Regions from separate parts of the Arachis hypogaea genome. Here region 2 is linked to region 1. The links are chromatin contacts, called in public Hi-C maps. All regions are on one chromosome and are shown on one strand. The core of a region is the stretch at or near the end of the contact, and the rest is flanking DNA. Distances in the headings are between cores, read along the strand shown.

Region 1 (4,565 bases), core at 27-2,526:
AAACGGAAATGTAAAGCCACTAATATCACACTAAATTGGAGGCTCAAATTTTACTCAGGCATACATATCCACCCACCTTTCGTTGACAACAACCATTTCAAGTAAAATTATAAGTTACAAACTCCTACCCATCCATTTTCCAATAAAATCACATGCACAGCACAAGATGGAAAACAGGAAAACCACGATATCATAAATTTTCAAAAGGGTTAAAAAAGAAGAAAAAGATATCAAATTCAGTAGCCCATAAGTAAAATAGAAGAATCTGAACCAATTGCACTCTATGAAGAAACCAAGTCAGTCAAACCTTGTAGAAAGGGTATAAACACTAAGCAGCAGCATGTGCAGAAATCATCCCTCCATTTCAGGAATGCCTGAAGGAACAATCAAAAGACTTCAATTTTCTTTCCAGATTGAAAAGAAAAAGGAAAAACATAAAACAAAACATTTGTTTGTTACCACAGAAAAGAATTCACTCATCACCATGTTTCCACCAATTAAAAAACAAAAATAACTAACAAGCCAAATTCACTGGTCAAACTACTTTCTCACCCCTATCATCTTCTCATTGACCAAATAGGTGAAGAAAGAAGAAAGGGGGGAAAAGAAGCCCCAACTTTGCACTTAGGACTAAAGATCACGATCACAAACAAACATCATAATAATCAGAACCAAAACATGAAGCACCCAATATCACTAATTCACACATATCAGAAACCCATGAATAAAAAGGAAAGCAAGAAGTTCATGAGAAAATTATTCATGCACATATGCAGAGATAGAGAAGAACTAACATGATAATCAAAAGGGAGAAGTTGAAGCACGAAGAAAACGACACAACCTTAGAGGAGGATAGCGAAGATTCTCCTCAGAGTGAAGATTCACTATTCCAAAACCCTAGATTCTTGAGAGAGAGAGAGAGAGAGAGAGAGAGAGAGAGAGAGAGAGAGCGGGGATAGAGAGAGAAAGCGGGTACTGATGGGTGCGTTTTGCTTCGAGTCGCTCTCTTTCTCTGCAAAATTGAAAACAGAAGAAAAAAGAAAAAAAAATTGATGGGTTAGTTTTTGGGGTCAAATAGGTGCAGTGTGTTGTTGAAATGGAAAGAGAGAGAAACGGATTGTATTGATTGTTATTTTTAAAAGACTGCGTCTGCAAATGGATAAAAAGGAATGAATTTAGGGGTTACTCAAAAAAAAAAAAAAAAAAAAAGAAAGCGTTTATTCTGGACATAAGGTTCTTTGGTTAATTGAATCCTCGTTTGTGAATTGAGGCAGAATGGGACAAAGTAGGTAAGTGGCCAAAATAATAATACGCATACCATTAAGAGTACACGTTTCCCCTTTTTTTTGTTTCAATTTTTCCATTCAAAGACTAATCTTTATTCATACAGTATACAAGTTGGCCGTTTCTAATAAATTTCCAAAAATTAATTCAATTTTATTTTTAGTGTTTAAAACAAATTTCAACTTATGTAAGAATATTATTTCAGTTTCTCAAATTAATTTAAATTAATCGAATAATTAATTTATTTATCTGTCTAAATAAGTATTAAAATTTATCACACAAGTGAATGAAAAATAAAAATATTAATATCTCAAAATCATCATTAATAAGACAGAGACAATTATACTTAAAATACATGGATATTCCAATGTAATATTGTATGCAATTATATAAATAACTCTTGAGTTCTAGTATACAAAAAGATCATATAGATAGATCTAAGGTTGTCAAATCCGCGAGTATAAGTAAACTCGTGGAGCTGACCTAGATTCGACTCGCGAGTTAATTCGTAGACTCGTACGAGTTCACCTGTTATGAAGTTTATATATGTCATATATAATGTATATTTACTCAATTCTAACCATTCAAAATTAATAATATCAATCTTAAAGCACATAATAAATTAAAATAATAGCATACATTATAACAAATACTTTAAAATACACATTCAAATCCTCTATAATTATTCTTATACAAGTACAACATAGAACACACAAAATTAAAAATTCTAAATCTGTAATACTAAATCTTTAATTGAACATTGAATAATATTAAATAATTAAATTAACTCTAATCAAAATAATTAATTACTAATCAGCCATGAATGGATGAACCATCTGGCCATCTAACATAAACGATAAGCAATAGGCTAAAATTAGAAGCAATAAAATTTAAAAAGTAAAAAAAAAAAAAAAAACTAAATCAAGAAGCAAAGGCTCAAAGAAAGGCAAAAGGCATTCAAAAAATAGAGGATACAGAAGAAAAGAAGGGGAAAAGTCCCAGCAATAGCAGATCGAAGACAAGGGTGCAGCAGGCAGCGGTGGTGAGGGTGCAGCAACAGCACGAAACAACGGCGACAAATAGTCATGGACAAAGCAGAGGGAGTTGAACAGTGATAGCACGATGGAGTTGCGAATAGTGGAGATGTGAAGAAATACAAAGCAGAGGGCAACACAGGTAAAATTCACAAAGACAATGGCGCAAATCAGAGCAGAGGTAGCAGACACAGGCGAACAATGGAAGCTCGACGGGGAACGGCGACTACGGCAGAACATGGAGAAAGTGAGACTTGAGAGAAACGACGCAGATGAGTGAGTTGTGAGTGAGTTTTCTTTTATTCTTTGCGAGTGTTATCGTAATACAAATAAAAAAAAGTGTTTTTTTAGTTTCAAAATGACGCTTTTTTTAGGAAAAATGAAAAAAAACACAAACTCGCTAACTCGGTCCTAGACTCACGAGTTTGTCCGAGTTTGGCCGAGTTTAGCCGAGTCTAGCCGAGTTTACTCAAGATAGAGTCTATGCCCGAGTCAACTCGATTCCATATCTAAACTCGTAAACTCATACGAGTTTACGAGTTAACTCGAGAGTTTGACAATAATCATAGATCTCAAATTAGCATAAATCAAATAAGAGTATTGTTTTCTGAAGTCAGTGTATTTGGCTCAGTTTGCTCCTTAGTTTAAAAAGGAGTAAGACCCCCTTCTCTTTCTTCTCTGCTTTCCTCCTTTTCTCTTTCACCAAGCTTGGCTCCTCCCATCAACGAGGCTGGCTAAAGAAAATGAATAAAACTATACAAGGAAATATAAATTTGTAAATAATCGTAACTTCTCATCCCAAATATTATACTCATCTAAGAATTTATCAAATCCACTTAACATATTGTCACTTGAATTCTTTAATGCAAAATCTCTGGCTAAATTTTTTTAAAAAAACTCCAACATCACCTCAACCTTAGTTACTTTTGTCCATGAGATAAACATAAACATTTCTACAAATTCAACACAAAAATAATGAGCATATAGTTACATTTATGGGAATCACAATCAAATACACACCTAAAATTAAACAATACACGCATATGCACATGATGAATGCACTGTGAACTTACATATTAGTTATATTGTAAAATCCGATAGCATCCGTTAACTACAGCGATACATAGTTGTTACGGCCTGGCCCAAACATCACACGGGCCGACTCGATCCACAGACCACCCGACCCAAATGGTTGGGTGAGAGTTGCTCCATCACCAATCCGGACACATGTCCTTGACAGCTCTCCATTACAGCTGTATGAGGAAACTTCGAGGAAGGTGGGTCTGCTCTTTCAGGACCCAGTTCTGACACGGTAAATATGGGTAGGGCCCTACCCCTCCCCCAAGGTATGTCACATACAATTCTCTCACTTTTCGCCTGCACCCCCTTCAACCCAGCGACCCGACACCAGGCGATTCCCCCTCTCATCAACCGAAGTACCAACCCGAACCGTCCGATACCCGACCTACCGTACATTTAGCGCCGTCTGTGGGGACGCCTGAATGGACGTTGTACTGGGCCCAGGAGGAACAGGCCGCGAGGCCGAGTGCAGAGGGGAAGCCTCCGTAGCTTCCTCCTGGGAGCGCACGAGGTCTCCTCCACGACGAACCGAGCCGTCTTCATGATCTCAAGAAAGACGCCCCTTTGGGGGAACAGGTGACAACAGCACCAGGATAATGCAGGAACTGCGTCACAGGATGCAGAACCTAGAGCGCCAACTGGCAGATCAGGAACATCATCGACGATCTCCCGAATCAAGCTACTCCCGGTCTCCTCCAAGAAGTCATTCCCGGCGGACGCCGAGCCCACGATCTGAACCCGAGAGTGCCCGGGAGGAAGGACGCCCAAGAAGACGCCGCGACCCCATCATATACACCAGATGAGAAAGGAGACGCGACCGGGAGGACGGGCGACGGGAAGACGGCGAGGGAAGACCAAGGAGAGCGCAGAGACCCGTGATAATGGGCGCAACCCCATTCCATCGTTCCATCCTCGAGGTCCAGCTGCCAAAGCATTTTGACAAGCCAACGGACATGAGGTACGACGGAACACAAGACTCACAGGAACATCTTATGGCCTTCGAGGCCAGAATGAACCTGGAAGGAGTGGGTGACAAGGTAAGGTGTCGCGCTTTTCCGATCACTCTCGCGGGACCTGCAATACGGTGGTTTAATAGCCTCCCGCAGGGCTCGGTGGCCAGGTTTTCGGATATTAGCCATGCCTTCCTAGCCCAATTTACTACCAAAA
Region 2 (5,219 bases), core at 1,984-4,483, 280 kb after region 1:
CTTTCCACACGTTAATTGCATTAGGCAAGGTTTCATTATTAGTGCCTATATATGCACAATCCCAACATCTTTCTCAGTTTTATTGAATCACTTTATGTGGTAATTAGTCTATAACAACAAAATTATATTATACAAGATAAGTAAAAATTTAAAACACACATTACACAAAAAAAAAAAATCTAACACTCAGCTGTAGTGCATGTAACTACTAACTAGATTTATAATTGTCTATTCAAAAGGAGGTTTGTTTAAATCTATAGCCTCCCTTATTGAAATAAACAGATTATTGAGATATACTCACTGAACATTGAAGAGTGAATATATGTCTTGAATTTTAGCCCATAAAATGTGTCACTTTTTGTTTTCTTTTAGTTTTTGTGTTGAAAAGTGAATGTGTCCCGAGTCTTAATCATCATTTATTTTAACTATAATTCAATTATAATAAAACTTGAGAATTCAAATCAAAGTTTAAATTCATGCTTTAATTATATTATAATCAAACTCTTTTTAAATCATATTACAAAATTCGATTATAATCAAACATATTTAAAGTAATAACCAAACTCAAGAATCGTCCAAATCAAAGTTTAAACTCATGCTATAATTAGATTATAATCAAACACACTCCAAAATTATATTGCAAAGTTCAGTTATAATCAAACGTGCTCAAGATAATAATCAAACTTAACATTTAAATTAAAGTTCAAGCTCATACTATAATCAAAATATAATTAAACATGCTCTAAATCATAATACAAAATCTGGTTATCATTAAGCATGCTTATGGTAATAGTCAAACTCAATAAATCGAAATCAAAATTTAATACTATTATCAAATTATAATCAAACATGCTCTAAATTATAGTACAAAATCTTATTACATTGAAACTGTCATAGAAAAAATTAAATATCATAAGGGAATTAACTATTCAAATGATTGATACATCACAAGAGTAGCTACAAGCCTATAAGTCTTTACAAATCCTTTGATAAACAGAAGATAATGGGAGATAGGGCAACATGTGTTACACACATGATCAATTTTGTATAATTCTCTTTCCTAGGTACCGAAAAATAGAATATGATAAAAGAATCAAGTATAAATAATGATGAAAACTCCCAATAAACACCTAAGCTCTTCAATAGTGTGATGTTGAACTTCTCATAATATACAACGTTTTAGTTAAGATGTCTTCTTGGGTGTATTTACGTTTGGAAGTTTCTGTTGCTACTACTTTGAGTCAACGTCTTTGTAGAAGTTATCTGCAACAAAAAAAGGATCTTTTTCTTTTTCCCTTCTGAGGCTTGATCATCTCCCCACCACAAACTAAAGACGAGCAAAGCGAAAGCAGTGGAGGCCTCAACCTCACTCACAAGACGGAAAGAAACATTTATCATAATTAAGCTAACTCATATACTATAATTAGATAATAATCAAACACGCTTTAAATTATAATTCAAAATCCGGTTATAATCAAACAAGCTCATGGTAATAATCAAACTCAATAATAGAAATCAAAGTTCAATGTTATAACCAAACTATATTCAAACACCGTCTAAATTATAGAGCAAAATCTTGTTATAAAAAACACTTCGGCATGACAAATCCCAAAAAAAAAGGTAACTCTCAAATCAAATACAAATGTTCAACACAAGACACAAGCAACAATAATTGAAGATTCAAACTTGCCAAATGATTTTAGGATCACAAAAACAAACAATTATTGATAAAAAAAATTCAATACTAAAAAATAAAATTTAGTTGATGATGCTTCCACAATTTATCAAATAAAAAGCACTTTAAAATTGAGATGATAACACGTTGATATTTTACCAAACAGATTGTGGTTAGAAACAATAAATCAAGTAGAATATGCAATAATCAAATTCAAGAATCCAAATTAAAAATCAAACTCATGCAATAATCAAATTATAAAAACATAAAGAGAAGAAAGTAGAATATACTAAAACACATTGCTCAGATAGCTTGCAATAAGAAAAGTTTTTAACCAGCTACTATAGCATCAGCTCAAGGACTTGTATCAGTAGCTGATGCACCTTTGAACCAATGTTTGATTTTTTATCACAAAAATCATTCTCATCCTCGCCACTTGTATCATTAGAACTCAAATTATTGTTTCAATGCCTTTTAATATTATCCCTTTTGTTTGTACCATTTGAGCATTTTTGAATTTTTTCTAATTCAAAATAGAGGAACACTAAAACTCTGAACTAAGTTACGAACCAGAGAGGGAAAACCTGTGACTTAGCTTGCAGCGGCAGCGAGCAGCAAGTCGACAGAGAGCACCGCGCCTGAGAGAAAGAAAGGAGAATCGCAACTGCGCCTGAGAGAGAGAAAGCGAAGAAAAATCGTGCCGTGCCAGAGAGAGAGAAGGAGAATCGTGTCATCGGATAGAGAGGGAAGGAGAATCGTGCTTAAGAGTGAAAATGAGGAAGGAGAATCGCACCTGAGAGTAAGAGTGAATGAAGGAGAAAAAAGGAGGTAGGTTTAAGCGCGTGTAAAGAGTGAGAACAGCCTTTGTTTTCAATTTTTTAAATTTATGTACTTATATACATATTTAAATACGGTGGCTGAAATTAGTGTGCATGTATCACAACTCAAAAAATATTTATTTCCTCAAAATTGAGTTTGACAAAAAATATCTAAAGCTTAAATTACACTATCAATTTAATTTTAATTAAAATTAATTCTGCATACATTTGCTCTAACATTCTTTTACAAATGTTAATATAAACACGCGACTAAATTCTCATAGTGGTACATGAGATTTATAATTTTTATTATTTTAATCTTTTAGATTTAAAATTTATTATATTAGTATCTGAAATTTAAATCCAGGTACTATAATGATCTTTCAATCTTTTTTGGTATTGAGTCAATAAATAAAATGTTGAAATAGCTCTGATTTACTGCGCTAGACACATGGCTAAATAATGTTGTTTTGTTGTTACCCTTAAACAAGGCAAAACCAAGATTGTTCTGAAAAATGATAAGTGATAAAATGATTTGGAGTCTAAACACCAATATGATATCTATAACTGAATTTTGGAGACAAAAATAATAAATTTTGAATTTAAAAGACTAACTAAAAGATAGAATTTGTAAATTTGATAAACCAATTTGGAGATTCAGTCCAAACACATAGTATGTGAACTTCCATATTTGGCATTGGCCCAAAGAGGAACAACAAAGACCGGGTATTGAATGAGGCCCGCGTGGCCCATTCTGCCACAAATACGAACCTTCATCACTCGTATCGGTTTCTCTTGTTCCCGTCCATTTACATCTCATAGGCATAGCATCCTCGTAACAACGAAAAATCCCCCCACCTTAACCTCGTTTCTGTTGTTGTTGATAATGGAAGACAGTGAGAGGAGAAGAAGGCACACACTTGTTGTGAGGAAACCATGCTTTGGGCTCCCAACAGGTTGCCCACAATGCTTGTCAGCTTTCATCTATCTCAAGCTCTCCAAATTCCCCTTCACCTTGGACTTCCACCTTAACTACCCTGATTCTGGTAACCATTCCCTTCTTTTCTTCTTGTCTTTTTCTTTTCATGCTTGATATTTTAGATTTGTGTTTCAAGTTAGATAGAAGAAAGGAATTGTTAAATTAGTATTATAGAATATACCCTTTGTTTGTATTATTCCAAAGTTTTGGACTTTTAACTATTTGACTTTGTTTGAGGCTCTTGGGGGTGTCACTCATTCATACCCATTTGATAAATTTCTTATCTTTTGTTTGTGTTTCTGTTCTTTCTGTAGCAATTTGGTAATTTGAGTTTGCTGTTTGTTTTGTTGTGTGGTTTTATTGGTGGTTAGAACAAATTCCTTACTTTGAGGCTGGTGATTCTGTGGTATACAATGATGTGAAGGATGGGATCATTGAGGGCTTAAAGAAGGAGGAAGGAGTTGGTGATTTGGATGATGGTGTTTCATCACTGCCAGAGTGGATACCAACCAAGGTGATGCTCACAACTTGGCTTGCCGATGCGCTCGAGTACGAGCTTTGGGTGGGGTGTGATAGTTCGTCTGCTTATAGCATCTATTACTTCGATCTTCCATGGCCTATTGGGAAGGTCTTGTTTTGGAAGAAAGCTCATTGGGTGAAGCAGAAACATGGCATAACTAAAGACAATGGTGAGGTGAAGGAGGAAGAGGTCAGTTTCACCTTAAACTTCTTAAATTCGAGTCCAATCTTTGTCATAAAGTTGCATATTTATGTGTCATATGCAATACTCGCTTTTGTATTTGTGCGACATAGAGTATACGCTTTCCCTTAGATTTTTGTATTCAAATGCAGCTGTTGTTGATCAACAGATTTATGGGAGAGCTAACTCTGCATATGATGCTTTGTCAATGTGGTTAGGGGATGAGAACTACTTATTTCAAAACAGGTGACTCCTCTGGCTGTGTTATATATATGTAATTATCTTTCTTGGTGCAATATATGGTGAGATTTTGGTTTCTTATTTGAGAGGAAGTTTTGATTTTTGATAACCTCTAAATATGTTTTATTCTGTATATGCAGGTCATCAAGCATGGATGCTATTTTTCTTTCACATGCATTAGTCGTTCTTCATGCTTTGCCCGTGAGTTATATTATCACTTATACCATGCCTTTTTTATATTTGTCAAAAGACAACTGTGGATGCACATGACACTAATGGAAACTTGGGTTATACTGATCGATAAAAAATCAATGAACAATCACGACAGAGGTATAAGAGGGAAAACTATGGCCAATCACATAATCAAACTTAGTAAAGTAATTTAAATTTTAGCAAACGTCCAGAAAACTAATGTCGGAAGGTGGGTACCTACTCGAGTTCAAAAGTTCTAGGGAAATTTGATTGCGGCATTACTGTCTATGTACACAATATACTCTGGTTGCTGAGTTTTATGACTGCAGAGACTTTTATTCAGAATATGAGTAAATTTTCTTTTTGGCTGGCTATTGAACAAAGAAGTAAATTTCACTAGTAGTGTTTTATTAATAACAGTGAAAGATACTTTTAAAATTTAGCAGGGTATTTCTTTCAGTATATTTTGTCTAGTATAAGTTTGGCGATTTTATTTCACAATGTAGCAAACAGATATATTATTGTGTTTATTTGATGATTTCCAATATCATAGAGACAAGAAAATCTTGACCGTCCTGTTGCGACTTGGCTGCATGTATTAAACAGCATTATTAT

What was found. Hi-C and Micro-C count contacts between places; a contact is called where the count stands out from the background.
Region 2: a contact with region 1 is called in a Hi-C map of an unstated tissue, with 5 times the contacts expected there. The contact joins the promoter of LOC112741871 here to the promoter of LOC112741870 in region 1. A contact is called at or near these places in 2 of 8 Hi-C or Micro-C datasets (leaf and an unstated tissue).

The regions. Positions count from the first base shown.
Region 1 is chr14:27,446,427-27,450,991 of arahy.Tifrunner.gnm2.J5K5, forward strand. LOC112741870 (pumilio homolog 6, chloroplastic) reads right to left here and starts at 1,277. Exons shown (of 10, transcript XM_025791035.2): 1 at 842-1,277. It overlaps LOC112742458, which reads left to right and starts at 4,280. Exons shown (of 2, transcript XM_025791692.1): 1 at 4,280-4,565. The coding sequence starts at 4,280.
Region 2 is chr14:27,721,643-27,726,861 of arahy.Tifrunner.gnm2.J5K5, forward strand. It overlaps LOC112741871 (mitochondrial outer membrane import complex protein METAXIN), which reads left to right and starts at 3,234. Exons shown (of 6, transcript XM_025791037.3): 1 at 3,234-3,539; 2 at 3,844-4,181; 3 at 4,342-4,418; 4 at 4,553-4,613. The coding sequence starts at 3,380.